2 separate regions of the Arachis hypogaea genome follow, and region 2 is linked to region 1. Evidence: chromatin contacts called from public Hi-C data. All regions are on one chromosome and are shown on one strand. Each heading gives the region's core, a stretch centred on a gene start, on an enhancer-like site or on the middle of the called end of the contact. The rest is flanking DNA. Distances are from core to core; before and after follow the strand shown. Region 1 holds the start of LOC112716597 (BTB/POZ domain-containing protein At3g05675). Region 2 has its middle 8.0 kb from the start of LOC112717974.

Evidence for each region. A called contact is a pair of places that touch in the nucleus more often than the background predicts.
Region 2: a Hi-C map of an unstated tissue shows a contact between it and region 1, with 4 times the contacts expected there. The contact joins the enhancer-like site here to the promoter of LOC112716597 in region 1. A contact is called at or near these places in 4 of 8 Hi-C or Micro-C datasets (leaf and an unstated tissue).

Annotation. Positions count from the first base shown.
Region 1 is chr10:111,595,480-111,600,526 of arahy.Tifrunner.gnm2.J5K5, forward strand. It overlaps LOC112716597 (BTB/POZ domain-containing protein At3g05675), which reads right to left and starts at 3,450. Exons shown (of 3, transcript XM_025768531.3): 1 at 2,978-3,450; 2 at 2,792-2,851; 3 at 951-2,525. The coding sequence starts at 2,803. The coding sequence ends at 1,215. LOC112716596 (BEL1-like homeodomain protein 1) reads left to right here. Exons shown (of 5, transcript XM_025768526.3): 5 at 1-707. The coding sequence ends at 437.
Region 2 is chr10:111,662,800-111,667,475 of arahy.Tifrunner.gnm2.J5K5, forward strand. No RefSeq gene overlaps it. Among protein-coding and RNA genes, the nearest start is that of LOC112717974, 8.0 kb to the right of the region's middle. Within about 2 kb of position 2,547, at least 3 of the 3 cell types and tissues checked have open chromatin away from gene starts, as enhancers often do.

The sequences.
Region 1 (5,047 bases), core at 2,200-4,699:
CTATGCATAGTTCCCAAAGTAACATTCCTTCCATGAACATGATGGATGTGAAGCCCAATGAGCAGGGGAGACAAGGTTATTCTTTCATGGGGAACCAAACTAACTTCATTAGCGGTTTTGGACAGTACCCTTCCATTGGTGACATGGATAGGTTTGATCCAGAACAATTCACAACACCACCACCAAGGTTTTCAGGTAATGGAGTTTCCCTCACTCTTGGTCTTGATTCATTGCCCGGAACGCACCACCAATCGTTTCTACCAAACCAGAACATTCAACTCGGAAGAAGCATTGATATCGCGGAACCAAACGATTTCGTTGGCGCCATGAACACTTCTTCATCTCCTCATTCCTCTGCTGCTGCTGCATTTGAGAGTATTGGCATGCAGAATCCAAAGAGGTTTGCTGCACAATTGTTGCCAGACTTTGTGGCCTGAATAAACCATATATATTGAAGGTTGAGGAATGAAACAAAGTAGTGTAAAGAAAGGAGGAATATTATTCTTTACTTTAGTATAGGTTTTATAGTTCATAACATGCATAGAACCATTTGAGTTCTTACTTTAGGTATAGCTTTAGGATTTGAGAGCGTATATTGTTGGATGAGGTTGTATATTATTTTTGTAACTTGTTAAAGGTGGGATAGATATGGGCGATGTCATAAAAGTTTACTTTGATAAAAGATACCAAATATTTTCCTCGATTGATATGATATGGTGTAATATATATTTTCTGCATAATTCTCCAGCCATTGAAGTGCCTAATCTATCTGTTTAGAGCGTGTGCGGAGAATGAGATTCATATATCTGTGTTTAAGAAACAAAAATGCTTCATAAATGCAGCATTATATAAAATACTGGACAACTATACAACAGTAACTGATTTGAGCATGCGCCATTGTAATGAGAACATACCAAGTGAGACCAGTCAACTATCATCATGCATAGAGATTTTGTTTACTCTTGAATCAATCATCTCAGAATGCATTTTCTACATTTTATAGTTAAAACTAACAACGTTTTACAAAATCTACAATGCAATTTACATTGAACTGTTGTAGTGAATGGAGATGATCAGATTTGGATGGCTCCTACCAAAATTTCCATTCACAAGCCGGAAAAAAAGGGTTCATATTCTCTTCTAAATGCCTTGATAGGAATCTTTGGATAAGCAGTTCTAAATAGTTCATTAGAAAGAAACTGAATCTGAAATTTTCAAATGGAGTTGGTCATGGCATGATCATCCCCTAGCAATGACAATCTTCTCTTAGCTACCTTAGACCTGTAGCACCATACTTCAAATGCCTCAGTTAGGTCCGGATACCGGATACACTCATTTTCCAACCATTCAGTTAAAACCTCTGCCTGATCTGCAGACGGTAACGCAAGAATAATGGAAACAAAAGAAGACTCTAGGGATTGCCATAGCTCTCCATCCATCTTAATCACCATGCCATCTTCACCATTCATTATGGCAGAATCGATCATCGGTTTTGTAACCCTCACAAATGGAAGCCACACTTTCAAAATCTGAAGCCGTTTTGCAGTTGGCAGTATGACACTACCATACCCGATTGCCTCTAGAACCTTTGATGTCACCTCAATTGCCCGGAGCTTCATCTCGGTTACTTCCTTCGCAGAACTTCCTTGCTCAAGCACCTTCACAATCTTTTCTGATACATCAAACCAATACTCAACAAGTTCTCTCATTATCTCCAACTTACTAAGTATCTGCGAGACCCATGACAAATCAGTCAAATATGACAGAAACAACTGAATATTCCCTGCCTCAGAGAGCGATTCTGCAGAATCACAGAATGGAGCTATTACTGAGTTGTTAAACCTAGAGAACAATCTGTTTAAACAGTCTATGACCTCGTGTCTTATGTTGTCATCAGCTGTCAATAAAGGAGCATCATCATCTTCAGTTATCATATACTCGAGCTGCTCTTGCGCTGAAGACTTGAGATCATTCATTTCGGGTGGAGGAGATGATGTGGCAAATCGAATAGCCGAGACAAAGATGTTTGTCAAAGCTGACTGGCTGACCGGCTGAAGTCTAGCTAGAATAGGCTCTGCTTGTAACCCCATTCGAGGTACAAGTCTCAATATCTCCTCCTCCTCGGCCTCCTCCCATGCGACTGCTTCTAAGTAGTTCACACACGCAGTAACAATTTGGGGGCATTCAAGCTCAACTGCCACCTGAAGAATGCCGAGCGCATTTCTAACACCATGCCACATATCGTCACCTGAATCATCAATGTTAACGTATAGAAGGCGTATGAGATTCACATGGTAATCAAAATCCAATTCTTGGCAATAGACATCGACACAGTGACGAGAACCAAGGATCTGACATGTTGGCCAGTTCTCAGATAGCCGGTCGGCGAAATACTTGCAATTTTTGGTAAGAATCTCAGAGTGGCAGTACAGCCAATCGTCTCGACCTTCCTGTGTGCGAAGCCTCACCACAACATCACTGGTTGGTTGATCCCCAATTACATGGGTAGTCTTTTCTTCTTTATCCTGAAAGAAACAGAACAACATAACTTCCTCAGACCATAATAAAGAATTTAACTGTCCCTAAATCAAGTCTGAATTCAACCTAAGAACTACACTCAAGCATTTAAAAGTTTAATGTAGTGCATTAATGTAGCCATGAAGCCAGTTTCAGAAATTGAAAGAATTAACAACTGAATAAGAGCCCATAGAATCTAATTATTAAATTCTCTTAAAAATACAAAAGGCAACAAGATAAATTATGATTACTGAAATGGTGAGAAAAAACTTACAGCAGGATCCATTGAAATGAAGACAGAACTATGTAGCAAGTTGTTTCCGCATCTTAGCAGCTGCACAATCACACAACAACAATTAAAGTCTCCATTTGGATCTAGCAAGAACAGTGGCTCAAAACAAGACATGCAATACAAAACAATCAAATCAACCAAAGAAACAAACAATATCAAAGTAACTACCTTGTTGGATGAGTAATTTAGTAAGGAATAGAAGGAAATGTTGGAGGGTTTAAGGGGTCCAAATAAGGAAAGTAAGTAATTAAGTGGAAATGGGGGTATTAGAGAGAAGAAACAAAAAATACATCGTACCGACACGAAAATAAGAAAGGATGGTGGTTGTTGTAAAAGAGCACCGCTTCGTTTGATGGCGGCTGGTTGGATTGGAAGAAAAGCCAGAGGATGAAGGAACCGAATAGATCAACCAAACTTTGTTATCTTCCTACTCATTCCCTCACTCACACTCTGTTTTCTATTATTTCTCAATTTCTTTTTTTTTTTTGGGGAACATTTAAGTTTGTTACCTTCTTTCTTCTATTTATCCAGTATTCCTTTTGTTTCTTTTCTCAACTGCTAACCGGCAGTTAACAAAACCCTTGATTTAATTCATTTCCCAATTCTTTTTAGTATTCTTAGTGAATTCCATATTCAGCAACATGTTACTTTTTATGGTGTATATTTATTTTTATGTAAAGTTATTAGTCGAGAATTATTAGATAATTTAATATATTTAGTTAAATTGTTATTGAGGTAAATAACAATTCAATATCTAAAAGATTTTGACATTAATAAAATAATACTTGAATAATATTATCAATAAAATGACTTTTAAAATATTCTAAAAGTTGACAAATGTGTTTCTAAATTTGTTAGGGTACATCTCTAACAAATATAATGCTGATATAGATACCATATTTAATAATATGACATATTTTTTTAATTAATTATTGAGTTGGATTTTTTAATTAATTTTTAATAATTGTAAGGTAAAAAATTGGGTTATTCTTTGTCCTGAACTCTAAAGATGAATGGTCATTTATTTTGAATCCACCACTACTTTCAAATGTCTTGAATCATAGCAACTATCACATCTCCACCTTCTTGATCATCATCGTTTCTCTCGTATGCGTCGCTTTTTTTGCTGTGTCATCAACGTTAAGTTTTACTCTTCCAAAAATAAGTCAATGACTTGCTTTATTTGTTTGAGCGAGTTTGAAGAAAACGACACCCTCAATTCTATGATCTTCTCAAATCAGAAAAAAAAATAAAAAAAAATTGAAAAACAATAAAAAATCAATTCAGCAGCAACCTTAGAAATACAAATTTGTTCATCAGCATCAAGTAACACCATAAATAAAAATTTAGCACAAACTAATTTAATTTTGTTTACATTCAAAAAATGAAATGCAAAGAGACTGACTTACTGGAAGAAAGAGCGACCAACAATAAAGAAGCTGACAACGACGATTAAGAACGGTCTTATTGGAGGCGGCGATAGTGACCGGATTGTAACAAAGACGATTATGCCTCTAACAATCTTGCTGGACGACGACGAAGATGATTCTCCTCTGATGCAACAAAGAAAGGCGATGCTTCTGCCTCTGATGATTCTCCTCAAGTGCGCGAAGATGACGTTCTCCTCGGAATAGGTCAGGCACGTGATGGCAACGTCCTCCTTGAATTGGGTCGTAGGTGCGCGACGACAATTCTGCGATAACCTTGAGAGTGAGAGGGGGGAGTTTGGTAGGGGAAGGAAGGTGGCAAATGACAATAAAAGGAGTAGTAGAAGCACATTTTCCAACAAGAGTGAATACGGGAAGCAGTGAGAGGGGAGGAGCCATGGCAAAAAAATTGAGGATACAGCTAGTAATTGTTAAAAATTAATTATAAAAGGCAATTCAATAATTAACTAAAGAAATATGTCATATTATTAAAATATAGTGGTCACTTAAGCACTTTTTCGTTAGAAATGGACACTTCTAAAGACATGTTTGTCAATTTTTAAAATCAATCAAAGACTATTTTATCGATAACATTTATTCGAATACTATTTTATCAGCGTCAGAATCTTATGGATACCGAATTGATATTAACCTCATTGTTATTTAATAATTTTTAACTAGCAACTTTACATAAAAATAATTATGCGTGAATTTTTGTTAACTTTTATTCATGAAACATTGTTACATCAAGAAAAAAAATTCAGAATCTTAAAAGAAAAAGATATTTCAGAATGTTACAATACTTTTTATG
Region 2 (4,676 bases), core at 1,297-3,796, 66 kb after region 1:
TGTCTCTGGATATTTCTCCGCAGCATCTAGAAAGGAGATCCTAATAGACTCCCAAGATAAAAGAAATAGTTATCTATCAGAAAAGTTAGAACTACTCCAACAAATGTGGTTAGCAGCTCTATGATAAATACACTGGAGTCCTCAGGTATAACTCACATTCTAATATACTAAAAACCTGCTTAAAACCCTTGCTAACTTAAGCATTGGAGTCTCTTGCAGGTACCACCCCCCACCTCCTCACGAGGAATTTGGATAGGCGGCACCTTAACACCAAAGAAGTTGGACGCTACCATACTAAGGGATTTGGACCTCATGTTCAGGCCCAAATAAACGTTTCAGGTAACCCTCTTGTTAGAGATTTTTCATACAGAACAATCAAATGGTGTCTTTCCAATGCAACATTAAAGCGACACCATTTGGGAGAACACAATACAAAAGGGTAACAGCCACAGTCACAGTAATGCAGAAAGGAAAATCTTTTCATGATCTTTTATTATTAAACGTTCTTAAATGTTTCAAGAATCAAACTCGCAAGAAAGTTAGAATGTAAAAAGAGGCCTTTTCTTAACAAAAAGGAAAAACAGCGATAACAGTAAAGGTAAAAGCTCAATAGAACAATAAAGCAAATCCTAGGCAATCAGAAATGAGAGTTCGAGAGAAAGAGAAAACGAAAACCAACATCGAAAAAAGAGTGTGAAAAAGGAAGAGCACGTCTAAAACAGCAGAAAACACGGACGATCTCCTTCACGCCGAAGAATGCAAAAATCTTCAAAGACCAAGATAAAAAAAATCTTGGAAGAAACAGAAGCAATCGAAATGACACAGAAAAGTTCTTTGTGAAGAAAAACAAAAGCAATCTTCTTAGAAACAACAACAAGGAGAAGAAGAGCCAAAAAGTCCCCCTTATAAGAGACAATAAACCAAAAACAGCTCTTATACTCCTCTTTAAACGTGCGTGCATTCTAAATAGCAACTACCGCGCAACGTTCGCCCCTCATGAAAAGCACCATTAACGTTTAAAATTTCAAACACGTCGGGTAGACCGAAGTGCTAAAGCCCAACGTCCACAACAGAAGCCGTGAAATGCTTGACCCTGACTCATAAAAGGATCTAGATTCAAGTAGAGACACTGTTCATACCATAACCCAACAAATAAAAGCCAGGCCCAATAAGACAAAAGGCCCACTAATAAAGTGGCCTTTTACGGTAAAGCCCGACCTCTTAAAGAGGTCGGACATCAACAAAAAAGACTAGCTCTACTTGACCTAACGAGTAACTGGCTCCAAATATTTCTCCGCTATCTCTAGAAGGGAGATCTTAATAGACTCCCAAGATAAAAGGAATAGTTATCAATCAGAAAAGATAGAACTACTCCAACAAAGGTGGTTAGCAACTCTATTATAAATACACTGGAGTCCCCATGTATAACTCACGTTCTAATGTACTAAAAACCTGTTTAAAGCCCTTGATAACTTAAACATTGGAGTCTCTTGCAAGTACCATCCCCCACCTCCTCACGAGGAATTCGGACAGGCGACATCTCGACACCAAAGAAGTCAGACGCTGCTATACTAAGGGATCTAGACCTCACATTTAGGACCAAATCAACGTTCCAGGTAATTCTTGGAACAAGAACATTGTGTGAGAAGAGTGGTGGAGGATTAGTACTCCCAACAGATAAAACATTACGTAAAAATAGTGGTGGAAGGTCATTACTTTTAACAGATGGAACATTGTATGAAAACGAGAGTGGAGGGCCATTGTTTCCAACAAAAATAAAAAATACTTTTCATAGAGTCGTGAATAAAAATAACACAATGATCTCTTTTATTTTAAAGTTATTTTTTTAAATAAAAATGATAAAAATAATTTTTGAGAAGGATATAAGTCTTATTTTTTAATTTTTTTAAAAATTCTAAATTAAATTTTGAAAAATTAAAAATATTTTTTAAAAATAATACCAAACATCTAATGTAATTTTTTATAATTAAAAAAAATTACTACTTCCTAAACAGACTCATATTACAATTAAAAGTTAAAACTCTTCAATAGAGCTATTATTATTGTCACCTTCGGCAATAATGTTTGCAGACTATAATACATAGACCATATATACTTCATTTGTTCTCCCCAACATGTTTAAACCAACTAATAAAATAATAATAGTTTTGATGTTAGTATTTTAATAGATACTGTTTTATTTAATAAGTATGTGAAAAAATAATAAATATGAAATTAGTTAAGATAATAAATATTTTATATTTTTACAAAAAGATTGTTTAATTTTTAAAATAATAAAAAATATTTTTTTGAATATATATGATAACAAAATTAAAAAAAAGTTATTTATAAAATATTTGTCAATTTTCATTATATACAATAAATATACAGCAGATAAGAATATATTTTCTTTTGGTAATTATAGAAAAGGATAGATAATAGATAAATATTGCATGCTTTTTTTCATGAAATGTTTACATAATCTAACCCTAATAATATATCTCTAATAAACTAATTGGGCCATATAGTCTTTTTGTATGGGCCTTAACCTTAATTATGCATTAGGGCGTTCCTTTATGGACATCATTTTGGAGTGTGAAAAATCTGTCACCCACAAGAAGTTCAACTTCTTACCATTTTCGACCAACCAAAAAGTCCATTTTAGCTTTTAAGATTGGGATTAGTTATGCCCAAAAAAAAATCTGATTGGCCGATTGGGGTATTCACAATTATAATTTTTTTTTTGTCGATTTTATTAATTAAAGATGGAGTTCCGTCTCCCATACACTTTTTTTTTTTAGGTCAGGGGACAATTCCTAATCCTAAATACTTCGGTAGATTGGACAATTCCTAATCCTAGATACACAATACACCTATACACTTTAACTTGATATAAATAACACTCTTGTTTAGTCCAGATTGTATTCCTAGTTAATCTTTTTACTTTTCAGTAGACATATTCCAAGTTTATTTCTTTTTCGGTACTTTATTTTTTAAAACTTTTTCGAGGAGTTTGGGCTTTATTTGTTATTGTTGTTTTAGGCATTGTGGCGTAACTTTAAGTTACTTAGGTATTTAGGTTTTGTTGGGCTTCGGCCAATGTGTTTGTATATTCAGACATTTCAGACCCAATATGAAATAAAAGTGAAAAGAGTCCTCCACTCCTGTTAGAGAGTCAATGCTTTATTTATAACCATCCGGGTACTAAAATTACCAAAGATTGAACTCTTGATCTTTCGCATCTAAAACTCTAAAACTATGTCATGATACCACTCATCCTAAACGCTTACACTGATAGAAAAAGATAATACTAATGGTTATATCTCTAATACTCCCTAAATTGTATGCATTGTACAAATATTCTATTGACTCCTCGTACTTTTCCATTAAGTCCCCGTGTTTGGAGTTGCAACTTGGGCGGGTGAGTTTGGAGAGTCCATTTTTCTCGAGAGGTCGGGTTTTGTAGGGCTAAGTCCATGACCCAAAAAAAATGGACTTTATGTTGCTGTCCAAAAATATTTTGCCTTGATGGTAAATTATTGAATTACGCTTTTGCTCATTCAAAATTTTACCACCTTTTATCTACATTCTCACTTAAGCTCAGTTTGAATAAACAGTTTAATTAAACTAATTTTGATAAAATAGTTTAAATAATAAATAGTTATATTAAAAGTAGCTTATAAATAAGTTATTTTGTGTTTAAATTTTTAGTTGTAAAAGTGTATTTTATAGAAATGTGATAAAAAATAATAGTATTATAAGAGAATTTATTTTTTTAACTTCTCTATAAGCTCCTAAATAGCTTTTTAGAAAGCTGCAATTTGGTTTTGAAAATTACAACAGACATTAATACTACTACTTTTCATAAGTCAAAAACTCAAAAAAAATTACTTTTAAAACTTCTCAAACAGGCACTTAATATCCAAATATTAGTCGAGGCACGTTATAATCTTAGTTATATTTTTTGGACTTAAAAATATAAGAACTTAATAATCTTAAGTTTTGAAACAAGGTTTAATAAGGAAATTGATCTTCTCAATTTTTTTTAACAATTAAAGGAGTAAAGTGTGATCTCCTATAATTAATTTTATAAGTGGAATAAAAAATAAATATGAAAAAAAAAATAATAAAAGATTAAAAATCATACTTTACATTCTCAATTTTTTTTTAACAATTGAGAGTATTTATTTCCCAATTTAATAATGTTGGCTTCAATGGCATTCCCGAACACAATGATCGTTGGGTATGTGGAACTTTGAGAGGGCCTTTAAATATGTCCGCAAACTGGTAAAATAGTTGTAAAATTACTCCAACATTCAACTCAATAATTACTTAAAAGTTAAAATATTTAGTAAAATTATATGAGCGATTATAATGTATTTGTAATAACTCAGATTCCCTTTATATATATTCCTGAAATAATCGATATACCGTAATTAATCTTTGTCCTATTAGATCCAAGAGAGCCATTCAGATTTGTTGGTAACGAGTAGAACATGTGTTTTTTGTTTCTTGCATAAAATTAATAAAAACTTATCCGACGTATTATAATACTCTGCATAAAATATAAAAGAAAAATTAATTTAAATTAATTTAATAATTAATTTATTAATCTATTTAAATAAATAATAACAGTTTAAATTTTATTTTATGTATATAATAATTTATTGATATAA